Regions from separate parts of the Mus musculus genome. Here regions 2, 3, 4, 5, 6 and 7 are each linked to region 1. The links are chromatin contacts, called in public Hi-C and promoter capture Hi-C maps. All regions are on one chromosome and are shown on one strand. The core of a region is the stretch at or near the end of the contact, and the rest is flanking DNA. Distances in the headings are between cores, read along the strand shown. Region 1 holds the start of Ugp2 (UDP-glucose pyrophosphorylase 2). Region 2 holds the start of Cct4 (chaperonin containing Tcp1, subunit 4 (delta)). Region 3 holds the start of B3gnt2 (UDP-GlcNAc:betaGal beta-1,3-N-acetylglucosaminyltransferase 2). Region 4 holds the start of Actr2 (ARP2 actin-related protein 2). Region 5 holds the start of Spred2 (sprouty-related EVH1 domain containing 2). Region 6 holds the start of Usp34 (ubiquitin specific peptidase 34). Region 7 holds the start of Cep68 (centrosomal protein 68).

Region 1 (2,795 bases), core at 7-2,506:
GGCTTTTAACTTCATCTTTCTTTTGGAGACTTCAAGATCTATCATCAGCATCTTAAGGATAATAAGTCATTTTCACTTTGGCTAGAAAAGTAAACGCCCAATTCCAGCACAAACGTGCCCAGGAGTGGGATTCGAGGCAAGGCGAATAGTGATGGCTCTTTCTGGAGAGCCTTTATTTGGCATTCCCTTCGACGCCCCCAGGCCCTCCTCCTGTTGGTGAGCCACACACATCCCATCCCTTTACTTGATTCTGAAAAGGTTGCCTTAACCCTCCTCAAACCCTAATTGGTGGCAGAGCCTTTGGGTCCTCTTGAGAAGAGCCTGGTGTCCCTGAGGAAGGGGAGTTCAAGGTTTCCTCAACGGGCAAATTCTGGTGGAGTGCAAACACAAGCACACGCTTCGGTTTTCTCACACGCTCGTGGCATCTGCAAACAGCAAGCAGAGACAGACGTGCTTGGCACCGTGCTGCTGCCTGTGCAGCTCCCACGCGTGGGATTCCCGCCTTCGCTTCTGCGCCCGCCTCCCTCGGGCCTCGAACGCCCCGCCCCCTGCCACCTCCGCGTGTCTCATTGGCCAGGTCCTTAGGCAAACTTCGGCTCCGGACTGGCGGCTGTGCCTGTCGCTCTGAGCAGTAGGGACATTTCCGCATTGGGAGGGGGGAAGGAGGGGGAGGGGAGGTGTGTGGCGAAAGTGGGGGCTCCGGTGTCCGGAGGCGGCGGGCTGGAGGGTCAGGGGCTGCGCACGCTGGCGCCAGGCTCCAGGTGTTTGCGTGTGACGGGAGCGGAGGGGAGGTCGCCTCGGCCACGCTCGTGCAGCGTGCGAGACCTGATTCCAGGCCCCCAACTTCTCAGCCCTCGAGGGAATAGGAAGGTGGGTGTCGCTTAAGGGGCGGGCCGGGCTCCGAGCGACCTCCTTGTGGGGTCCTGCTCCGAAAGGCGTGGCCGGGGGCCGACAGTGGGGCGTGGAAGAGTAGGGGGCGGGCGGGCGGGCGGGCGAGGGCGTGTCAGGGAGGGCCAGGCCTCCCGGGGGGTCTGGGCGGCCAGGCCCGGGGGGCAGGGAGGGGGCGAGCCGGGCCCTGGTGTGGAGCGGCTGCGTAGGGGAGGGCGGCCAGTGGAGGCCGCGGGCAGCTGTCTGCCCGAGTGCGGAATTCGCAGCATCTCCGAGTCCCGGCTATTTATGGGCTGGAGAAAAGGTTGCGTTGCCCCTTCGCCGGCCTCCCCGCCTCCCGATCTACACGGGGCGCCAGCAGCTCGCCGCTGGACGGCCGCCGGCGAGGGGCCTCGGGGTGCGGCCGGGGGCCTGCGGCAGTCCTGCCCTAGAGGGCGTGGAGACCGGAGGGCGGTGAAGCGGCTCTAGGTCCGCCTCTCCATTGATGAAATTTAAGTTCGTCTGGTTTTACCTTTTCCGGAGTCTCCAGTCGTCCCCTGTTGGTGTCGGGATCGCTGAGTAGCCTGGAGTTCCCTCCCAAGCTGAGTCGGTCCCACCAAGTTTTCCGTCTTCAGGATTTTTCTTTTTAAAGACTAGTTTTGATTTTTTTTCCCCCCGAATTCTTCTTTAAGTAGTTAAACATCGGAGGAGAAAGAACACTTCGGTTGCAGGGAAGGGAGAGAGACCTTCCTTACAACGTAGATTCTAGAAATTGAAAATTATAAGCCAGATTATTTTAATAAGATCCTAAAATGTCGAGATTTGTACAAGGTAAGACATTTTGCTTTCTGTCTCTTGGCTGCTTCGTCCGATTTTGAATATTGGTAGTCTCTAAGTAAGTGGGTAGTTTGTAACTGGAAGTGTTCATTTGTGATACCGTTTGCCAGACCTTTTTGGTTAAATTGGTATTTAAGCTGCTTTGCGCCACTTATTGGGTTGGCATTTCATATACGTGTTTGTATGCCTCTGCGCCCTGCAGGGGTTATTTCTACCTTCTAAAATCAGTTTTAATAGTATTCTGACATCGTGGATAGTAATTGTAAAAATCAAAACAGGATTTTTGACTGCTGATTAATTCTTGTTCCCTTCTTGCACTCGATGATAAGTTAGTTATCTTTGTGGGACAAGGAAACCCAGAGGGCTAGGGACAGGCAGATGCGTTTGTCAAGACTAGTAGGAAGCTCTCCACTTCTTTTCTGTGTGTACGTGGATTGAGTCTCAGAGTAATTTATTGCGAAATCAGTAGTTTGTAGACACTGGAGGTCATACCAGTCAGAGAAATGACTTTGCTGCAGTGCTCTTAGCTTTTTCTTTTTTAATATAGAAAGATTATGCTTTCTTTAAATTTGAAAATTACCATTCAAATCTGTATATGTGTAAATAATGCATTTAGCAAATACCCCTCAACCAAGCTGTAGTATTGCAATTGGGTGCTGCCTTAAACTTCTGTCACAAAACTGTATAGAGTTTGCCTATAAGAAGCCTTTCCTTCCAGACCCCAGTGTGTGAAAGCTTCAGCCATCTTGCTTAATACATGCAGTAAAGTTTGCAACCGCTTCACGTGATCCTCAGTGACTGTCCATGCACCTTTCCCCTTTCCTTTTAAAGTTATGCTAGGGATGTCCATCATTTGACCCTGGAAATGAAAATGCCATACAGGCTTATGCCCCACTTTACTAACTCTTAAGTTTTTCATATTAGATTAAAGGAATCTGCCTTCATTATTATGGAAACAGATGGGACCGTTATGCCTGTCTGCCTTCAGCACTAAGCTCAGAAATGTCATTTTGCCATTATGTTTGAAGTTGGTGTTACAGTTGACATGAAGCTAGAGGTTTCTAAATCGAGAAGACACAGGTGGCTGTGGA
Region 2 (3,218 bases), core at 588-3,087, 1.6 Mb before region 1:
GCAATTTGGGTAACCAATCCTGCCTACGTGCATGGCTCCTTCTGTCCTTTTTAATTTTTGTGCACCCTTCCTTTGAAAAGTAACTGTTCTGGACAGTTTATGTGAACTTGACCCAAGCCAAAGTGATCTCAGAGGCGGTAACTCCTCAAATTAAGAAAAAGTCAGTTAAAACGGAGTTGTAGGCAAGTCTATAGGGAATGTTCTTGACTAGAGATTGAGGGGGAAGGGCTCAATCCTTTGTGGGTGGGTCCATCCCCGGGCTAGTGGTCCTGGGTTCATAAGAAAGCAGGTTGAGGGGCTGAAGGGATGGCTCAGCAGATGGATAAAAGATGGCTGCTCTTCCAGAGGCCCTGAGATCAACTCCCAGCACCCACAACCACATATAAACACAGTTCTATGGGATCCAATGCCTTCTGGTGTACAAATATACATACAGACAAAACACCCATATACATAAATTAATAACTAAATCCACATAACCTGTGTTTTCACAATAATAGAAACCCTAGCTAAGATGGTTGCCTGAAGTAAACTCATTTCTTAATAGAGTGTACACTCTCTTGGTCACTCATCTGACTCTAGAATTCATCTTTCAACATCCCAATGACTCCACTACCACAAACGTAATTAATGAACTCAATAAACTTCCAGGTGTCAGGTATTCACTCCAAACTTCCAAAAGACTCTCACATGGAGCACCTGGTCAGCTTGGCGTCTCCAACTCCTTAAGGCCCATCCTGCGCACACACCTCACAGCACCAACACATTCCAGTCACCTGGACTGGTGACTGCAGTACTTGTCAGGTTTACTTCATACACTTTCACATTTAATCCTCCCAGCAACCCTGCAAATCAACTGTCACCTCACCCAACTTACAGCTGCACTGCGAAGTCAAGAGTTTCTTGGATCCTAGGACCTTCAGAAGATAAAACAACACCCCGTCCACTTCCCAAATCATGCATCTTTGTCTCCAACCCAAATAAACCCTGGCAGTATCTCTTAAGGCTTTGTTGCTTTAGACGTCAGACGCGTCAAATAGCACATACTGAGAATAAAACTCGGCCTGTCTGGTTTTCACCACGTGCTTTTACAACCCTATGTCGCCCACCTGCCAGTTTAAGGGAATTTATAGTGACTATCCGATTAGTACTACGGAGCCAAAGAACGTTCATAAGTTAAATGAACTTTTTTTGAAAATGTTGAAAAAGTAAAATGAATTTTATTTGAAAGCTCAAAATACTGTGTCGTCTACCACTAGGTTTGATAAACAGCCAAGCTTTAGTTCTTAAGAGTCAGATCTCAAGGATCATTGCTTTCAGTATTTTAAACGGCTGTCTGCGCCAATGTGACCAACACCGCCCATGCCTGCAGGAGACGAACTAAGGAGCTCGGCGTCCCACAATGGGGCGTGTCCGAGGCCTCCACGCTCCGAGTGCTTAGCAGAAAGCTGCAAACGAGACCACCTTGAAGGAACACAACCCACCCAGGGCCAAGGTCACAGCGAGGCTGGGCCGTTCCGCCGGAGGCGGGCCGGCGACCGGGTGATACCTTTGGCCGCGGAAATATTGCTGAAGCGGATCTGGGCTGGCTTGTCGCGGTCCTGGTAGGCGCTTTTCCCGCGGCTGCCGGGCCCGGCGGTGGGCGCCCCGCTTCGGGAAGCTACGTTCTCCGGCATGGCGACCTTGGTGGCGTCTGCGCGGGTTCAGGAGGACGGATGGACACGGATTCCGGCTTGCTGTGGAGTAACGGTCTCCCTGACCGCCTCCTCCACGAACCTTCCAGAAAGCGACGCCGGGAGAGAAGGCGGAAGCCGAGCAAGGGGCCTGCTGGAGAGCCGGCGCGGGTGTGACGTCAGGGGCTGTCTGCCGCACGCCGGCTGCGCAGCTTGCGCGCGGAGATGTGGCTACGGACTGTCCACCCCTCCCTGTGCCTGAGATGGAGCGGGAGGTTTTATAGGCGTGGCTGTGGCCGTTCTAGATGGACCCGAGCCTTTAGCTTCTGCTAGTGCTGTTGAGGAAGCTGTGACAGCTCTGGCTTTGTTCCGGAGTGGGTGTGGTGCAACCGGCCTTTTACGGACATCCATGTCTAAATTCCAAATTCTATTCCTAGTTTATTCACTTTGTAAAGGTGTTGGAGGAGAGATGTGCCATGAATAGTTTCCTCCCTTTTGTATATATTTTGACTGCCTAGGGATTTAAATACACTAGTTAGACGGCACAGAATCGTAATAGTTGTGGGGCGGTGACTGCCTATCAAATCCAGTCTGCCTTCTAGTTAAGACCTCTTCCATAAACATAACCACTGACTCTTAGGGAACATAAACATTCTAATAACTGATTAATAGTTATCTGCTGAGCAAAGTGTGAAATCTTTACACTCTTTACCCCCCCCACCCCACCCCCACACTAATCCTCATAATCCCATGAAATAGGTGTCATCGTCTAGACTTAAAGGATGATGAAGCTAAAGCCCAAGGTCAACCAGTAAGGCAGTGGAAGCCAGTACAGAGCCAGGACTCTGTCCTTAGGTAAACTTCCAAGGTTTCTATAATCATGATCATTGACCACCAGAGTTTATATAGGTAATACTCATTCAGTGGTAGTTCACAGTTAATAATTGAGAGCCATAAGGTGCCAGATGCCTGCGGTAGGTTAACGAACAATTGTTTCATGGACTTAGTCCTGTAATTATGAGAAGCATTTACATTCATTCACTCTATTAAGACTAAGATGAACTTTTCAAGCCTCCCCTTGGGGGACACGTCTTTTTCAAAGACCAGTTTACCCCTCCCTCGAAGCACACAAATATTCTATGGTTGTTGAGACAGCTGACTTATATGAAGAGAACAGGTACTGGTACTGTGGTGATTTGAGATGTCTCCCCTAGTTTTAGACATTCAAATACTTGGTCCCCAGTGGGTAGCTCTGATTGGAGAAGCTTAGGAGGTGTAGCCTTGCTGGAGTAAGTATATCACTGGAGGCTGAGTTTGTTTCAAAAGCTACCAGCCAGTTTGTGCTCTGCTTCCTCTTCACAATATGAGATGTGAGCTCTCCCTTCTCCATGCCTACCTGTTGTGAAGCTTCCCTGCTGTGCTTCCCAGTGATCATGAAGTCCTAGAACCATAAAACCCCTCAAAACTCTTCCCTCTATAAATTGCCTTCCTTGTGGTTGTGGTGTGTTTTTTGTTTGTTTGTTTGTTTTTGTTATAAGGTTTCAC
Region 3 (2,779 bases), core at 93-2,592, 1.5 Mb before region 1:
TAAGAACAGATCGGTCTGCAGATTGTCAATCTTAACATTTCCAGAACCACTGACTCAGAATTCCTTCTTGTGGATGACCGTACACACGTGGCTCTGCGCTCAACCCAAACAACTCGCACTTACTTCTTTCTGCGGCTGTAAGTAAGACTTCGTGGTCTTGGTCGAGCTGGCTGAAATTCAATCTCCAGCGCTCGAAAGTCAATGGCATCCCTTTGACTAACTCCATCTGACAGCCTTCTGAAAAAAAAAAAAAAAAAAAAAAAAAGCAAACAGGTGTAGAGTGTTAACTTCTCAGTGTGATTATCTCCAGAGGGTCGACCGAAGGCCTTAGCAATAAGAATGGAGGGGAGAGGAAGCAGCTTCCAAGCGCGTCCCAGGTTGTGGGGACCAGGCTCTAGGTTCGGTGTTGAGGGCGTGCCGACTCGGCCGGCCCACCCAGCTCTACAAACTAGAGCAACTTCTCCATCCGGTCTCCCCGGCTTTTTCCTGGGCCTCACCTTGGCACGTAGCGCTCTGGGGAGCCTGGGGAGGCGCTGGGTTGGGGGTGGGGGACCGTTCCGGGTCCCGCGTGATCCATGCTTGGGTGTGGTTGGTGCTCAGTCCAGCGGCATCACGGGGGTTCAGCGTTCAGATGTCTTGCTAAGCCCAACTTCTGAAGTCGCCGAGCGAACTCCGCACCCAGCGCCTCCCGCATCTTGCATTCTTGACTTCCTGAGACCCGAGTGGAACCACGTGGAGACCTCATCGTGTCTTTGATGGCTTCATAACCTGAAGGTCCGAAGAGGCCAGATAGGCACCACCCTCAGGCCTTGGGCATCTATCTAGGTGGCTGCCGCTACTATGTACGCTGAGAGCAAAGGTCAGGTGCACTTGGGTTTCCCTCTTCTCACCTCCCCTCGTGGATCCCGCTCACAAGCCACTCGGAGCCGTCTAGACTTAGCTACATGCCAGTGCTGGCTGGCAAATTCTCACCAAGCGCCACGCCCTGGTAGCTGAAGAGTTTACACTAGACCCTGGATCTCAGCAGGGTTTGGGACTCAAGTCTCAGCTGTTTTTCTGGGGGAGGCTACTTCCTGGCGGAGCGGGGGAGACTGTAATCTTTGGACACCGCGCGCTCCAGTGAAGCCTTAGGTTTTCTCAGTGCTACGAGGGGCGGAGAGCTCGGGAAGGGCCCGGGGGCGCAGTCCCAGCGGGACCTGGGCGCCAACTGGCGGGAGGGTTCGAGTTCGGCCTTTCCCAAACTTGGGCCACGGGGCGGGAGCGCGGCCTTCCCGGCGGTGACGCGCGCGGTGGCGCGGCGTGTGATTGGAGAATCGGGCGGGGGCGGGACCGAAGGGACGCGGCAGGGGGCGGCGGTGCCAGGAGCCGGGGCCGAGAGTAAGGCTCAGCGGCCGCCGCGGCAACAAGTGCTGGAGCTGAGGCGAGCCGGAGCCGCCCAGACCCCGCCGGGCCGCCCGTCCGCGCATTGCGCATGGAGCGAGAGCGGCGGCGGTCGCGGGGCTGAGCCGCAAGAGCGGCTGGGACGTGGATGCGGCCGCGGTCTTCCGCCCCGCCCCGCCGAGCTGGAGGTGTCCCTAGACAAGGTAGGGCCGGGTGGGTGGGCACCGGCCCTGCATCCCCGCCCCGCCGCGCTAGTTCCGGCCGGTGTGGGCGCCCCGCGCTCTCGCCGCTCTTCTGTGGCTCCTGCGTTGTCTGCGCATACGTTCCATCGGGTTCCCCTCACCGCTCCCAGTCTCACTTTCCTGGCCTCCGCACATCATTTCCCTGGCCTCCTCACCTCCCGGATATCCTCACCGGTCTCCGTTCTCCTGTCCGGCTTCCTCACCTCCTGGTCCTTCTCCCCTCCTTTACAGCCTCCTCACCTTCTCCCCAGTCTCCCGGCCTCCACCTCCTTCCTGACCTTCTCACCTGCTCGACCTCCGCTCTTCCTGCACCCACAGGGAGAGGGCAGCGACACCCTGAGCCGCGCTGTACCCCGCGCACGAGGTGCGGGCCTGGGCGGCGGGGGAGCGTCGCGGGCGGTGTTCTGCCCCGCCCGCGCACTGCGCTGGTCTAGGGTGCCGCAGGGGCAGATCAGGTGTTTGTGAGCCGCTGGCTGCCGCTTTTCACCCCCATCCGCTGGCACTGTTATCTTCGGGTCCCCAAAGACTGGTTTCTGTGAAACTTCAGGAGAACCTTTCGCGTTGACCTCTAAAAAATATTCCACGCCGCCCGCGTTGAATGATTAACTAGACTCAGGACTGCCTGGGGAGCTGGCCCTGCGACTGGCAGGTGGGCGCACCTGAGGGGCTGGGACCCTTCTGGGGACGTAACACCTAGCACCTGCTCAAATGCACTCGCCTAGGGTCCTCTGAGCTCCCGGGTCTTGTGTGGGAAGGAAGCTCTGAAGACTCCTCTCTAGTGTCATAGTGCGTGCGAGGTCATCTTGAAAAGTAATGCACACTTGGGTAACCTGGGCTGGCCCCATGTTCGCTCCTGCCCCAAATACAGGGTGGCTGGCCTTCGCTCCCCTGCCCACTGTGGTCTCCCAACTTGACTGCTTCAAACGATTAAACCTGTTCTTCTGCCCCCTCCGCTCCCCGCCAAGCCGTAGCTTTTTCCAGGTTTCGAAGCCAATGGGTGAAAATGGGCTTCGTGTTATTACAGGTTCTTCCAGGGTACTTCTTTGTGCCTCGGAAAGTGATGGGATGGTTAATGAGAGGGCCACTGGACCTGAGTGGAGCTAGGAGGGCGGGACCGGGGCCCAGCCGTAGCGCACTTCTGTGGGGTTTGGACCGCG
Region 4 (3,223 bases), core at 414-2,913, 1.3 Mb after region 1:
ACAAAGGGGTTTGATGTTGCATTTCATAAACTAACTGAAGTTCTGGAGTTAGAGGATATAGAAATATAAAAGTACAGTTGTTACAAAGTAAATGCAGACTTCAAAGACAGAAAAAGCCACAACCCAAACCAAAATTTAAATGCTTGAAATTGGCATCATAAACAAGCTCTCTCCTGACTTGTATTGTGGCAGTCGGAATGCCCCCAGAAAACTGTGCCAAAGAGTTTAGAAAAAAAATGTACAATAAAAGCAAATACACTCGAAGCCGGGCGTGGTAGCGCACGCCTTTAATCCCAGCACTTGGGAGGCAGAGGCAGGCGGATTTCTGAGTTCGAGGCCAGCCTGGTCTACAAAGTGAGTTCCAGGACAGCCAGGGCTATACAGAGAAACCCTGTCTCGAAAAACAAAAAAAAACCAACCAAACAAACAAAAGCAAACAAACAAAAAAGAATAAGTTTCTGTTTCTTAGGTCTGATGTAAACTGCAAAACAAGTTTTCAGCCTAGCTAAACTTGGGATTCACATGACATATACTCTGACCCTTGACTCTTCCCTTTCACTGTATCTAACAATTCGCTCACATCTCGCCCATAAAACGGACCTCAAGCGACCGGCAGCGGTGAGACAGGTGGTTGGCCAGTCCTGGTGTACCCCAAAATTGCTCCAATTGGACAATCATGGATTTGGTCTTTTTAACTTAATATTCTTAGTTTTAACACAAGGATAGACAATGCGACCCTGTCTCAGAAAACAAAACTAAACTAAAATTAAAGGAAAGAGTTTTGTTCTTTGTTTTCGAGAAAGGGTTTCTTTGTTGTAGCCTTGGCTGTCTTAGAACTAGCTCTGTAAATAGACCAGGCTGGCCAGGAATTCACAGAAATCCAACTGCCTCTACTTGTGTGCTGGGATTGAAAGCAAGTTCACCACTATGCGCTAAGTGAAAGCATTATCTTTCTTTTTTGACAGGGTTTCACTTTATAGCTCTGGCTGACCTGAAACTTGCTATGTAGACCAGGCTGGCCTCCAACTTAGAAATCCGTCTGCTTCTGCCTCCCAAGTGCTGGGATTAAAGGCGAACGCCAACAGTGCCCGGGTGCATATTCAATTTCTTAAAGAGGTGCGTGTAACACTTGTCCCTGTTTCCAAGGGAGGTTACAGAGGACCTCAATTTTAAAGTCTGCATTTGGCAACATGGTGAGTTCCTGTTTGAGAAAATCAAAGAGGGAAGTGGTGAAGCAGAAAGAAACGAAAGCATCCCGCCAGGCTCCTAGGGCTGCATGCAACTGGAGGTGTGGAATAAACCGGAGGTTTGAAACTTGTAGGTGTATCCACCCAGGCCTAGGAGCAATGACACATCATGCCTCGGGACCTCCAGGTGGCTTTCGGTCTTCCTAGCCGGCTGCTCCACCCTTCTCCACTGCCGTCCCGCCACACACCCTCCGGCCTTCACCTGCCTGCCTCCTGTACAGCCGGCCCGGCCGCGCCCTAGGTCCCGAGACAACTTGGTCAGAGCCGCCGCCCCACCAGCCAAGCGCAGCCCCGGAAGCAGAACGAGGCGAGAGGGCGCGCCCGGGTCCGCGCCGGACAGCTCTCATTGGCCTTCTCGGCTGCCAGTCCCCGCTCTTCTTTTCTCTCTCTGCACCGCCCTCTTGGAACGGCTGCCGGGCGGGGACTTCCGGTTTGGGCGGAGCGGCGGGCCGAGGGCGGGGCCGTGTGGAGGAGGAAGCAGGCCAGGCCGGGCGGCGGCTCACCAGGACGAACCATGGACAGCCAGGGCAGGAAGGTGGTGGTGTGCGACAACGGCACTGGGGTAAGGCCCGGCGGGGCGGCCGCGTGTGTGTGCGGGGTGCGCGCGGGCCCCTCGGCTGCGCGGCTGGGCTTCGGGGGCGCGGGCAGGCGCGCGGGCGGGCGAGCTCTCGGGGGGCGCCGGCCGGCCCGGAGCCGGTGGCCCGGAGCTAGGCTACCCGCGCTGCACCCGAAGGCGGCGGAACCTGTCCCCGCGCGCTCGCAAGCATCCGCCGGCGTGCCGAGAGATGGGTCTAGACGGTGAGAGGCCCTGTCCCTCGGTGGCGAGGAGGTCTCCATTTCCGAGGCTCGCCTGTGTTCGTCCATACAAGACCTAGCGGCCTTCCTCTTCCTGTGTAGCGAAAGATGCCGAATGCGAGGCAGGAAACGGGTTCCGCAGAGAAAAGAGGAAGTGCTGTCAGGCCCCGGGCCGCGGCTGGAGTCTGCCCCGGGAGAGCGTGTGGGCTGTCCTTGTCGTCTGTGGTTTTGAGAGAGGGGGATGGTCAGCAGCTCCTGCTTCACCTCTTGCTTTGCATGCCGCCCTATTATAGACCTAGGACCTCTCAAGTAAATTCTAGTGGGAAGTTGGATCATTTCTGGTTCCTCCTCTGCTTCATTTTTTTTTTCTGTTAAGTACAGGATAGACACGTTAGTCTTGAAGATGCTAAAAATGTCAAAATAAGCCTAAAGTTCTGATTCAGAAAACTCGTTGCAACTGGTTTCTTTCTATCCCCAGTTAAAAGGGTGGAGCATCAAAGTTCCAGTTTTGAAGATGCAACTGTTTCTGACTCCTTTAGCGATTTGCAACATTTTGTGACTTTTCTCCTCTCTGCCACAGAGACGACACACAAATTAAAATAGATTTTACTTGAATTACACCTTTGAAGCCAGATTGTTGAAAGGGGAAGGAGCTGGTATTCACTGCCATTATAGTGCCCTTGGTTGAATTTGTTACAAACTTTGACAATTATTGTACTAGCTTCATTTAAGCTAAATCTGGGCTAGAATAGGATAGGTAACAATACAAAGGGACATCCATACCACTGCTGTGGTAACAGCCCTAAGATTCAGTAACTTAAAGGTTTTTAAGCAACCCCATTTATGTGCTCATTAGAGATATTTATATTTGCAGACTTCATGAAGGGATACATAAAATGCATCTCATTTTTTGAGATAAAGGATAAAGCAGTGAGGGAAATGGTACAATTTTATAAAGCTTCTAAATTATCAGGAAAAAGGTTTTTAAAGCAAAGCCTGTATTGTTACACTATATTTAAGCTAAATTATAAATGCTAAACTTTTCAGAAATTCTTATAAAAGTACTTATTAAAAAAAAAAAGTATCTTACTACCAAAGAGACGTCTCAGCAGTTAGGAGCACTGGTTGTTCTTGCTGAGAACCCAAGTTTGATGCCTAACATCTGTGTGGCAGCTCACAGC
Region 5 (3,139 bases), core at 538-3,037, 1.4 Mb after region 1:
AGGGGGTGGGGTGGACACACAAAAGCAAAAGACCCAGGGTTTGGGAGCTAGTCTCCAGCCACTCCCGCTCCACCTCTCCAGGTCCCCCTCCCCTCAGCGTCCCCGAGACTGCGGACCCATTCTGGAGTCCAAGCAGGCGCCGCTGCTACCTTGGCTAATGGCAGCACTGAATGAAAGGAGCCGAGGCAGGCTCAGGATTTATGAATGTGCAAGGGAGGAGGGATATCATGTGACAATAAAGGAGAACGTCTTATTCACAAAAAAAAAAAAAAAAAAAAAAAAAAAAGTGGTGAGCGAATACAGCCACTGAACAGCAGTCTCAGAGCCGGGCACGGCTAGGACCCCTGGCTAAGTACCCGCTGGGGCCCACGGGCAGCCCCGCCCCCAGCTCCCCGAGAGGGAAACGCCTCGAACACTACTAGAGCGGAGATCCAAACCTAAGTGCGACTTAGGCGGGAAGCAGCTGCCACTTGGCCCAGAGACGGTGACAAGCCCGGGTCTCCCCGAGGGGCGAGCACAAGCACCTCTGACTAAGCACCGAGAGCTTTGTTCCCCTCGGGCCTGCGGGCCGGGCACACGCACGGGCACGCGCTCTCCCTCACATACATGCCAGGAGCGCGCTTCCCCGCACGCTCTCCCGCCCTCGCTGCACACGCTTCGGATCCGCCCCCAGTGCTGCCCCGACACCGCGGGGCGCGTGTGCCGGCCCACACGCGCGTGCACACACTCACGCGCGCCGGGACTCGGCAGGCTGCTCCCGCGCTCTGGCCGCTGCGAGGACCCGGGCGCACTGACCCTGTGCCGAGCCCGACTGGCCCTCCCCCAACTCCTCCGTGTTTTTATGAATGAAAATGTGGTATGCAAATGAGAGCGATTCAAGAAAACGAAATGGCGGAGCCCGGGCCCCAGAGGGCTCCGGAGAGGGCTATGGGAGGGCAGCAGTGCCAGGAGTCACAAAGTCACCATGCACACAGACCCATCGACCCCGGGATGCCCCGCGTGGAGGGCGTCAGAGCTTCCGCTCCCGCAGCCCGAGGACCGCCCCGAGGTCATTTGCGCGCCCTTGGCCCGGGCTGCGACCTGGACTTGCAGACCCCAGGCGGTTTCTGCCGTCTCCCCCAGCCAAGTCAAGAGCCTCGCGCATAGCCCCGACAGCTCAGCCAGCGGCTGCACCCCAGGCCAAGTTCCTCCGACGAGTCCCCTCCTGCGTCCTTGGCGGCGGCCCCCACACCACCCCTCCGGGCACCCGCGTCCCACCCGCGGCTAACTTACTCGTCCGGGTGTGTTTCTTCGGTCATTTTCTTGTTCACCTAGACGCCTGTCCCGCGGCATGCAGCCTGGCTCCCTTCATCTTCCTGTGCGCTCGCCCCCCTTCTTCACATCTCCGACATCTCCTGATTTGGTGGTGGAGGGGGGGAGCTAGAGATGAAGGGGGCGCCGAGGCAGGCGGGGAAATGGAGAGCCCCGAGATCAGGGCGAGGTCTGGGAAGGGGCACACCAGGCAGCGGACGCCGTGGGCCGGCCGGGCACGGCCCCGGGGCTCTGAGGGGGTGCAGAGGCGAGATTTGGGAAGGGGACCCGGAGGGGGAGAGCAGCAGAAAAACAAGCACGCTCCGGGCGGCGGGCGGGCAGTCGGCTGCGCTGGGGCCGGGCCGGGGTCGCCCCCGGGGACCGGGCCAATCAGGGTTCCGGGTAGTGCTCGGCGGCCGGGGGAGATGCGCCTGGGAGGCGGTGCAGGGCGCCCCGTCCGAGCCCCATCTCGCCACTCCACCGATTTACTCCATATTGGATTCTCAGCGCCGCCAACAGGAGGAGGAAGTAGGGCGGAAGCGATGACGTCTTCCCAGCGGCCAGAGGTGGTGGAGTGCAAAAAGCTTCCTACTTGCGACCAAAATAAAAGAGAGAGAGGAGAGAGAGAGGAAAAAAACACACTCACAAAACACTTTGTCCCGCCTACTGAGCGTGCCCCTCTTCTACTCCCCCTCCCGCTAGCTTCCAGTCAGGGAGGAGCCTCGGAACAGCATGGTTGGCACTGCGTTTGTCAGGATCCGAATCCTTGTCTCCGGTGCTCCGGGTTTTAGGAAGCCCAAGAGGGAGGAGGCGGGAGCCGAAGACAAGAGCACATCTGGCTCCCGTTTTGTCCCTCCCTCCTTCCAAACCTTCGGATTAAAAATCAAGGGGGGAGGTGGCGGAGGGCGGAGATGGGGAGGAGTTTAGATGTTGCCAGAGAGTTTGGGTTTGGAGAAACACTGCGGGGTGGGGGTTGGGGGCAGTGCAGGTGGCCTCCGCTGGCCTCCACACGATGGGATTACTGTCATGCAACACCATGCCCACCTAGAGCGGGCATATTTTTAAAAATATGTACGCAGAAAACAAAAGGCAAACAGCCATAAAACTTTGGCATTGCAGGCAGAGATGAAGTTTAAAGGTAACACCAAAGTAAATTATCCAGTCTGTGAATAACGTTTCTTGTCTCCAGCTCTTAGAAGTCTACTCTTAGTTTACTGGGTCACAGATTACTACCTTTGATGGGGTTTGGCCAAAGAGAGACCCAGGAACTCATTACTCCACCCCCGACCCGTCTTCCCTTCCCTTCCCTTCCCTTCCCTTCCCTTCCCTTCCCTTCCCTTCCCTTCCCTTCCCTTCCCTTCCCTTCCCTTCCCTTTCCTTCCCTTCCCTTCCTTTTTCTCTCTTTCTTTCTTTCTCTCTCTCTCTCTCTCTCTCTCTCTCTCTCCCTCTCTCTCTCCCTCCCTCCCTCCCTCCCTCCCTCCCCCCCCCTCTCTCTCTCTTTCTTTCCTTCCTTCTTTCTTTTTGAATGTGCGGGGGCAGAAGGAGGATGCATCCATGCATGTCAGCACCATTTGTGGGCAGAGAGGAGAGGCTGTTGGATCTCCTGGAACTGGTTGCTAGCCTCTGTGTAGGTCCTAGGAATTAAACCACAGTCTTATGGAAGATCTTAACTGCGAGCCATCTCTTCATACCTCTCTTTAAATTATTTTTCCTACCATGGCCTAGGACCTGCCTGAGGTTTTCTGAGAGGACCTATGCACCATCTAGACAACGAGCAGGATTGCACCCAGGGCTCAACTTGTGGATTTGCCTGGAATCTGAATTTGCGATATTAAAATCCATTTCAATT
Region 6 (2,963 bases), core at 262-2,761, 1.9 Mb before region 1:
GGAATATATCTGTAAACAGACACACACATACCTACAGAATCTTTAAATCACTTCTCCCAAACTATTTTTCCTAAAGTATACTAAACAATTAAGTACTTTCAAGTTGGAGAACAGAGAGTCACAATCATCAATGTATTTCTAAGATACAAAATGTTTTACTGAAATAAGTACTAAGGAACTATGTTTACCATATCACTTCTACCAAGAATGAAATTTATGTCAAAATAGGAATAACCTTATAAAATACTAGGAAAATGTAGGATGACACAGATATGGGAAAATGTAGTTTGAATATATACAAAACACCTACTTTAATCTGTCAGGAACTAAATACATAGCTGAAAATAAATTATAAACCTTTTAGCCATTAAAGTGAAACTCAAGCACATAATAAAGTAAAAATTAAGCAACCAAAAGGGAATTACAATCTACAAATAGACTTTTTAAATGAATGAATTAAAAGGAATAAGTAGTTTCGAAATCTGTCAAAATATCACACTGAATATAAATTCCAATACCTCAAATGAATATTTGTCACAAATCAAGTTTGTGTAAATTATCTTTTCATCTAAACCACCTCTGGGCCCACAAGTGGCTGACGTGCAATATTCCCTGTTTCTTAAGCAGAAATGCAATCTTGCAAGGCCAAAAATAAAATATGTAATACAATAATAAAGAATAAGGAGTAAGGCCTCTCATTTTCAGAGACAGACCATGACTAACTCGGGGTGGTTGTCGTTGGTAGAGATCTCCTTATAATAGACTTTACTACTTAAACGACGAATGGTACTAAAGAAATACTATCACCTTTATTTTTAATTAAGGTAAGACGGTTCCAATCATCACTATTGCAGTTCAATTTCTGCTATTTAAGGGCTGGCAGATGGATTGAATACACCCACACACCCTCAAGGGATGGAAAAATCACCACCCTTCTCCCACGGACTTTAACGAAAATTAGCAGGTAAGCGAGGCCTCCCCAGCACGCTGGAAATCAAAGAGGGCGGCCCTGAGGCTCGGACTGCAGAGCAAAGCCTAGTCCTCCGACCCCACCTCCCCACACCTTCCTCGAAGGGGGAAAGGGGCGGAAGGGCTCATTAGTGCCTTCATTAATTGACACCTGTAATGAGGAAACTTTCCGAGACCGCCCAAGCCGGACCCGGCCGGGGCTGCGCCGCGGCCTCTCGGGCGCCCAGGTAACCCGGCGGCCTGGGCCCGAGGCGCCGCGACGGCCGCCGCCACCACGCACCTTCCCGGGCACACAGGCCCGTACGCCGGGCCGGCCCGGTCGCCGCAGCCCGCAGGCCGGGAAGGCAGGCAAGGCGGGAGAGCACAGCCCAGGGACCCCCAAACCGTGCACCCCGACGGGTCCCCTACCCGGCGACTTACTTTCATTTAACACCTCCACCAGGTCTGCGCAGTTCTCGCACATCGTTCGGCCGCCGCCCCCCCCTCCCCCGCTTAGGATCGCGCTGACTGATCCCGACCGGCGGGGGGGAGGGGACGGAGGCAGGGGAGGGGGCCGGCCTGCCGGCGGGGCGGGGAAGCGACGAGGGCGGGCGGCGGCGGCGAGGACGGGGCGGGGAGCCGCGGGTGGGGGAGGGGGCCGGCGGGCCCGGGAGCGGGAGCGGGCGGGGGCGAGGAGGGGGGCGAGGGGAGCGCAGGCCTCAGGGGCGCCTAGGCGCCGGCGGCGGGGGAAGGGGGAAGGACGGGGGAGGGGAGAGGGAGGGGTGGGTGGGGAGAGAAGCAGCAGAGTCACTTCACCACCGACCAGACGCCGCGGCCACCGCCGCCGCCGCCGCCATTTTAATGGAGCGCTCGGGCTGCGCTCGGCTCTTTCCGCCCAGGCGAAGGAGCCGAAGAGAGGCGCCTCGCGCACTCATTCCTCCGCCCTCCTCGCTGCCCCCGCCCTCCGCCTCTCTCCGCACACACGCCGCACGCCCTGCCGGAGCCGCTGGCCGCCCTCCCTTTCCTCTTCCGTCCGGCCTCCCCGCCCTCGGTCCACCCCCTGTGCGCGCTCGCCCTCCCCGCCCAGCCGGATCTCTGTCAGCGGCCGGAAGGGGAGCGCGCCGCCCGCCGCCGCGGGGGGAGGCGGGTGAGTGGAAGATGGCGGAGGCTGCGGGCGGGTCGCGGGTACGCGGCCTCTCCCGCCCCTACGGGCTCCGCGCTCCGGGAGACTCGGCCGGAGCCGCGACGGATGGCCCGCCCCGTCCCCTGCCGCGGCGCGGCGCCTCCTGATCTCCCGCACCCCCGAGGGGAAGCGGTGAAGTTTGCCTGTCCTTCGGGTACTTTGAGGGTGGAGACGGCCGCGGGTCAGCAGATGCTGGCAACGCCGCGGCTCGCTCCCCACCTGGCTTCGGGAGAATGGAACAGCCCAGGGCGCGTCTTAACCTGAATCCCTGTTTATCTCAGCCGTGCGGTTCTGTGAGGCTCATGGATCCTCAGCAGTGAAACACCTTGACAGGACTAGAAATGGCGCGGTTGAGAAACCGTGACACCTCGTTTTTACGCACGAGGTCTTACAACGTGTGTGTCTACCCATTCATTCTTCATCGGAAACGCTCTATTAGGCTTTTTCATCAGAGAGAGACAGCGAGAGCTAGTACCGTGAGGAACGAAGCCTGGCGTGATGGTTTACGACAGTACTTCCTAAATGCAGGCAGGAGGGTTGCTCCGAGTTCGAAGGCAGCCTGAGCGACTTTTATAACCCCATTTGCCCAGTGCCAAAAGAAATGGAGCCAGGAGTGGAAAACAAGTGAAAGGGACACCCAACTTAAGTTTGGTATTGCATTAAGAACTAGAAGCTCGGGCTGGTGAGATGGCTCAGTGGGTAAGAGCACCCGACTGCTCTTTCGAAGGTCCGAAGTTCAAATCCCAGCAACCACATGGTGGCTCACAACCACCCGTAATGAGATCTGATGCCCTCTTCTGGTGCGTCTGAAGACAGCTACAGTGTACTTACA
Region 7 (3,074 bases), core at 321-2,820, 1.1 Mb after region 1:
AATCCCTGAGCACAAGAATCCACCAATCCCTGAGCTCCCCAAGCTCAGGACTTGAAATCCTACCAATCCTCATCCTGGAAATCTCTGTCCTGAAAAGCCCCACCCACTAAGAAACCCTATATAAGCCCTGCTCTTTGTTCAATTCCCTGCTCTCTGCTCCTGGAGCGGAGGTGGCCACCCCTGGATTCATCCCTCCACATTTTGGACCCTCCAATAAATATCTTTTATGAGCTTTGCTGCCTGGTGGTACTCTCTCATCAGAAGCCAAGAAGCAATGAAGAGAAGGAAAGAACAGGAGTGGGGCTGAGCTGGGGATACCCTCCCCCTGGGAGCTGCAACACCTCAGTTAGGAGGCTTCCTCTTAGAGCAGTGTGGTTCCTGGGCTTCTGTGTTTCAGGACGCCCTTCCAACTGAGCAAGAACACTTAGAGAAGGCCGCTGGGCCAAAGTCAAAGAAGAGTACAGAACACATCTGGTTGAGACCATCCAGGTGCTCAATCGCATTACCATATTTACTGCTAAATGACTTCATACGTCCTTTATTTATTTTTTCCTTTAAACAAGTAACTGGATACACGCTGGTAAATGCTACCTACCTATTTGACACATTTCGGTTCTGAATTCCTTTTTAACTTTTTCCTTCTGGGTTGAAGAGAGAATTCAAGGCCTTGCATATAACAATACACTTTTACTTTAAAACACCCAGTATGGGGAAGACTGGGACAAAATCAGGAGTTCAAATTCAGCCTGGGATACGATGAAATTTACACTCACTCTCTCTCTCTCTCTCTCTCTCTCTCTCTCTCTCTCTCTCTCTCTCTCTCCACACACACACACACACACACACACACACACACACACACACACAAAACAAAGCCAAATAAAAAGCTGGGCATGATAGGGTTTGCCTGTACTCCCTGCACTGGGGAAGCCGAGGCAGAAGGAGCACTATGGCCAGGCAGGCCAGCCTGGCAGTTAAGTTTGTGGTCTTAGGTTGGATTAAGTCTCTGTCGTGTTAAGATCAGTCCAGCTCCTTCTCTAAACTTCACAGGCCCAGAACACTGTGGAAGTCCCTTCTCCCACTACTGGTGAGACAGGCTGGGCCTCCTGAGCCTCAGAGTCTCAGGACGGTGGCGAGGGGCCGGGGGTGGGGGGAGGGAGGGAGCTCGACCCACACCTGGTCCCCTCGCCCAACTTCTGCCCGATGCCCAGATTCGGACATGCCCTGGGGGTTCCACACAACGCAAAAGGGGAGCACCAAGCCTGGAACCACCCTCCCAGCCGCGGAGAGCACGTCGACCCAAACACCGCAAGCCTTCGATCCGCGGAGAGCGCGCCTTGCTATCCGCGTGGGCCTGCGTGGACGCCAGGACCGCGAACACCCAGCTGGCACGCGCGTCCGGACAGCGGAGAAAGAAGCTCCGGCCACCCATAGGCCAGGGTCCTGCAGGGGGCGGGTTCCCATGGCAGATACGAGCTGTGGATTGGTGAAGCATCCGAACGGAGAGTTTGGATTGGTTGCTTCATGGGGCGTCCTCCGCGGAGAAGCGGCAAGGGCGGAGGGCGTGGCGGGCGCCTGGCCCTCCCTCCCCAGGAGTGCGGGCGCCCGCGGGAGGCCCCGTCGTCGCCGCCTGGGACCCTGGCCCAGCTACGCGGGTCGCTCGGGACGTGCGGCGGTGTGGAGTGAGGTAAAAAGGCTGTGGCCGGCTCGAGTGTCGCGGCGCCAAGACTCGAGTCGGGGCATTCCCCTCGTGCCCGGGGCTCCGCGTGGGGGACCCTGGGGGAGGCCCGCGGCCTGGAGGGCACAAAGGCTGGCCGCGATGGGGGCGCCTCGCGCGTTCGCCTCCATCTTGCGGACCGTGCCGGGTGGAGGCGAGCGGAGGGGCAGGCTGTGGAGGGCCAGCGCGGCCTGCAGAGCGCGTGGGGCCGCACCTCTGGCAGCCCCATGCAGCTGTGCGCGCGTCGACCTTGGTCGCGGAGAACCGGCGGGTCACAGCCACAGCCGCTCGCGTCTGGACGGCTGCTGCTTCCATGGCCCAGTGAACGCATCCGGAGGAGGAAAGCAAAGCGGCGCACTTTTTATCTCTAAGATCTACCCTTGTCATCTGTCACCTGTTAGCCAGTCTCAGCAGCCCGGGAGCACATGCCCCAAACTTAGTAATTTTATAATTACCATGTTTTATTCAATTAAAAATTAAAAAAATAATAATAAAAGCTAAAAACTCCCAGTGCCCGAGCAGAGTAGACCTTACTGGGAATTGATGGGGTCCGAGACAAGGAAAGAGGTAGTCTGGTATACAGCTTGCGACACTTTTTGCTTTGGGCTTGGTTCAAATACAAGCCACTACTCACCTAGTTCTCTCCAGCGGACTGGGTTAAATTCTGGATCACTTAGGAACAGTGGGTGTAAGGGAACCCAGCTTCACATCATCACAGAAGCTTTTAAAAACTTTTTCCCTACCCCCACAACTGAAAAACATACCCTTCTCTGGGCAGCCCATATGGGCCTGGGTTGGCAATGAAGTGGTTTCCCCGCCCCCTAACAGGATGAAAGGTCTGTAAGGGAAGGAAACCAAAAGAAAACAAGAACAAGTGAAGCCCAACGTTGAGGGAACCGGAACTTTTAAAAGCCTTTAAGTTGTTGGATTATTTTTACAGGTTAAGGAAGCAGCTGGGCTCTCTGAATCAATTCAGACTTTAGTCCCTTTCATACTACTAATTCAGGATAAATTCACGTGTGCCTTAGTTCTCTCATCTATAAAGTGGAATTTAGGCCCCAGCACGACAGGACAAAAAAACATGGCTAGGAAGAGTAATAGTGCCAATTCCAAGGTTTATAAAATACCTAAGATAAGAAGAAATACTTAGACCTACCAGAGCACTCGGGAGAGAGAGGCAGGTGGATCTCTGAGACTGAGCTATATAAACACAGAGACCTGTCTTAAGATGCCCCACCCACCCACCCACCCAGGTACCACTACCAAATATCTGTATAACTCTTGCTTCTTCTGGTGTCTGTCTTTCTGTCTTGAGGCCATCCCTCAAACCTTTTGTGATTGCTGCTCTGACCCCAGA

The links. Promoter capture Hi-C pulls out the DNA fragments that hold promoters and counts their contacts. A called contact is a pair of places that touch in the nucleus more often than the background predicts. Capture Hi-C pulls out chosen DNA fragments and counts their contacts.
Region 2: a promoter capture Hi-C map of the 3T3-L1 cell line shows a contact between it and region 1, with 5 times the contacts expected there. The contact joins the promoter of Cct4 here to the promoter of Ugp2 in region 1. A contact is called at or near these places in 8 of 39 promoter capture datasets (the 3T3-L1 cell line, the C10 cell line, cranial neural crest and 3 more), 1 of 115 datasets of contacts at active chromatin or transcription factors (astrocytes) and 2 of 9 other capture datasets (adipose tissue and liver).
Region 3: a contact with region 1 is called in a promoter capture Hi-C map of liver, with 2.5 times the contacts expected there. The contact joins the promoter of B3gnt2 here to the promoter of Ugp2 in region 1. A contact is called at or near these places in 2 of 39 promoter capture datasets (hippocampal neurons and liver) and 1 of 115 datasets of contacts at active chromatin or transcription factors (astrocytes).
Region 4: a promoter capture Hi-C map of pre-B cells shows a contact between it and region 1, with 4 times the contacts expected there. The contact joins the promoter of Actr2 here to the promoter of Ugp2 in region 1. A contact is called at or near these places in 2 of 39 promoter capture datasets (hippocampal neurons and pre-B cells), 1 of 115 datasets of contacts at active chromatin or transcription factors (memory CD8 T cells) and 2 of 9 other capture datasets (adipose tissue and liver).
Region 5: a promoter capture Hi-C map of liver shows a contact between it and region 1, with 2.6 times the contacts expected there. The contact joins the promoter of Spred2 here to the promoter of Ugp2 in region 1. A contact is called at or near these places in 1 of 39 promoter capture datasets (pre-B cells), 3 of 115 datasets of contacts at active chromatin or transcription factors (astrocytes, pancreatic cancer cells and thymic regulatory T cells) and 1 of 9 other capture datasets (liver).
Region 6: a contact with region 1 is called in a Hi-C map of cardiomyocytes, with 7 times the contacts expected there. The contact joins the promoter of Usp34 here to the promoter of Ugp2 in region 1. A contact is called at or near these places in 1 of 484 Hi-C or Micro-C datasets (cardiomyocytes) and 1 of 9 other capture datasets (liver).
Region 7: a promoter capture Hi-C map of pre-B cells shows a contact between it and region 1, with 3 times the contacts expected there. The contact joins the promoter of Cep68 here to the promoter of Ugp2 in region 1. A contact is called at or near these places in 3 of 39 promoter capture datasets (the C10 cell line, hippocampal neurons and pre-B cells), 3 of 115 datasets of contacts at active chromatin or transcription factors (double positive thymocytes, large pre-B cells and pro-B cells) and 1 of 9 other capture datasets (liver).

The regions. Positions count from the first base shown.
Region 1 is chr11:21,369,090-21,371,884 of GRCm38.p6, reverse strand. Ugp2 (UDP-glucose pyrophosphorylase 2) reads left to right here and starts at 1,256. Exons shown (of 10, transcript NM_139297.6): 1 at 1,256-1,698. The coding sequence starts at 1,680.
Region 2 is chr11:22,989,212-22,992,429 of GRCm38.p6, reverse strand. It overlaps Cct4 (chaperonin containing Tcp1, subunit 4 (delta)), which reads right to left and starts at 1,837. Exons shown (of 14, transcript NM_009837.1): 1 at 1,550-1,837. The coding sequence starts at 1,676.
Region 3 is chr11:22,858,298-22,861,076 of GRCm38.p6, reverse strand. B3gnt2 (UDP-GlcNAc:betaGal beta-1,3-N-acetylglucosaminyltransferase 2) reads left to right here and starts at 1,342. Exons shown (of 2, transcript NM_016888.5): 1 at 1,342-1,583.
Region 4 is chr11:20,111,391-20,114,613 of GRCm38.p6, reverse strand. It overlaps Actr2 (ARP2 actin-related protein 2), which reads left to right and starts at 1,663. Exons shown (of 9, transcript NM_146243.2): 1 at 1,663-1,809. The coding sequence starts at 1,762.
Region 5 is chr11:19,923,090-19,926,228 of GRCm38.p6, reverse strand. Spred2 (sprouty-related EVH1 domain containing 2) reads right to left here and starts at 1,787. Exons shown (of 6, transcript NM_033523.4): 1 at 1,273-1,787. The coding sequence starts at 1,298.
Region 6 is chr11:23,305,443-23,308,405 of GRCm38.p6, reverse strand. It overlaps Usp34 (ubiquitin specific peptidase 34), which reads right to left and starts at 1,511. Exons shown (of 80, transcript NM_001190401.2): 1 at 1,390-1,511. The coding sequence starts at 1,432.
Region 7 is chr11:20,247,920-20,250,993 of GRCm38.p6, reverse strand. It overlaps Cep68 (centrosomal protein 68), which reads left to right and starts at 1,570. Exons shown (of 7, transcript NM_172260.3): 1 at 1,570-1,687.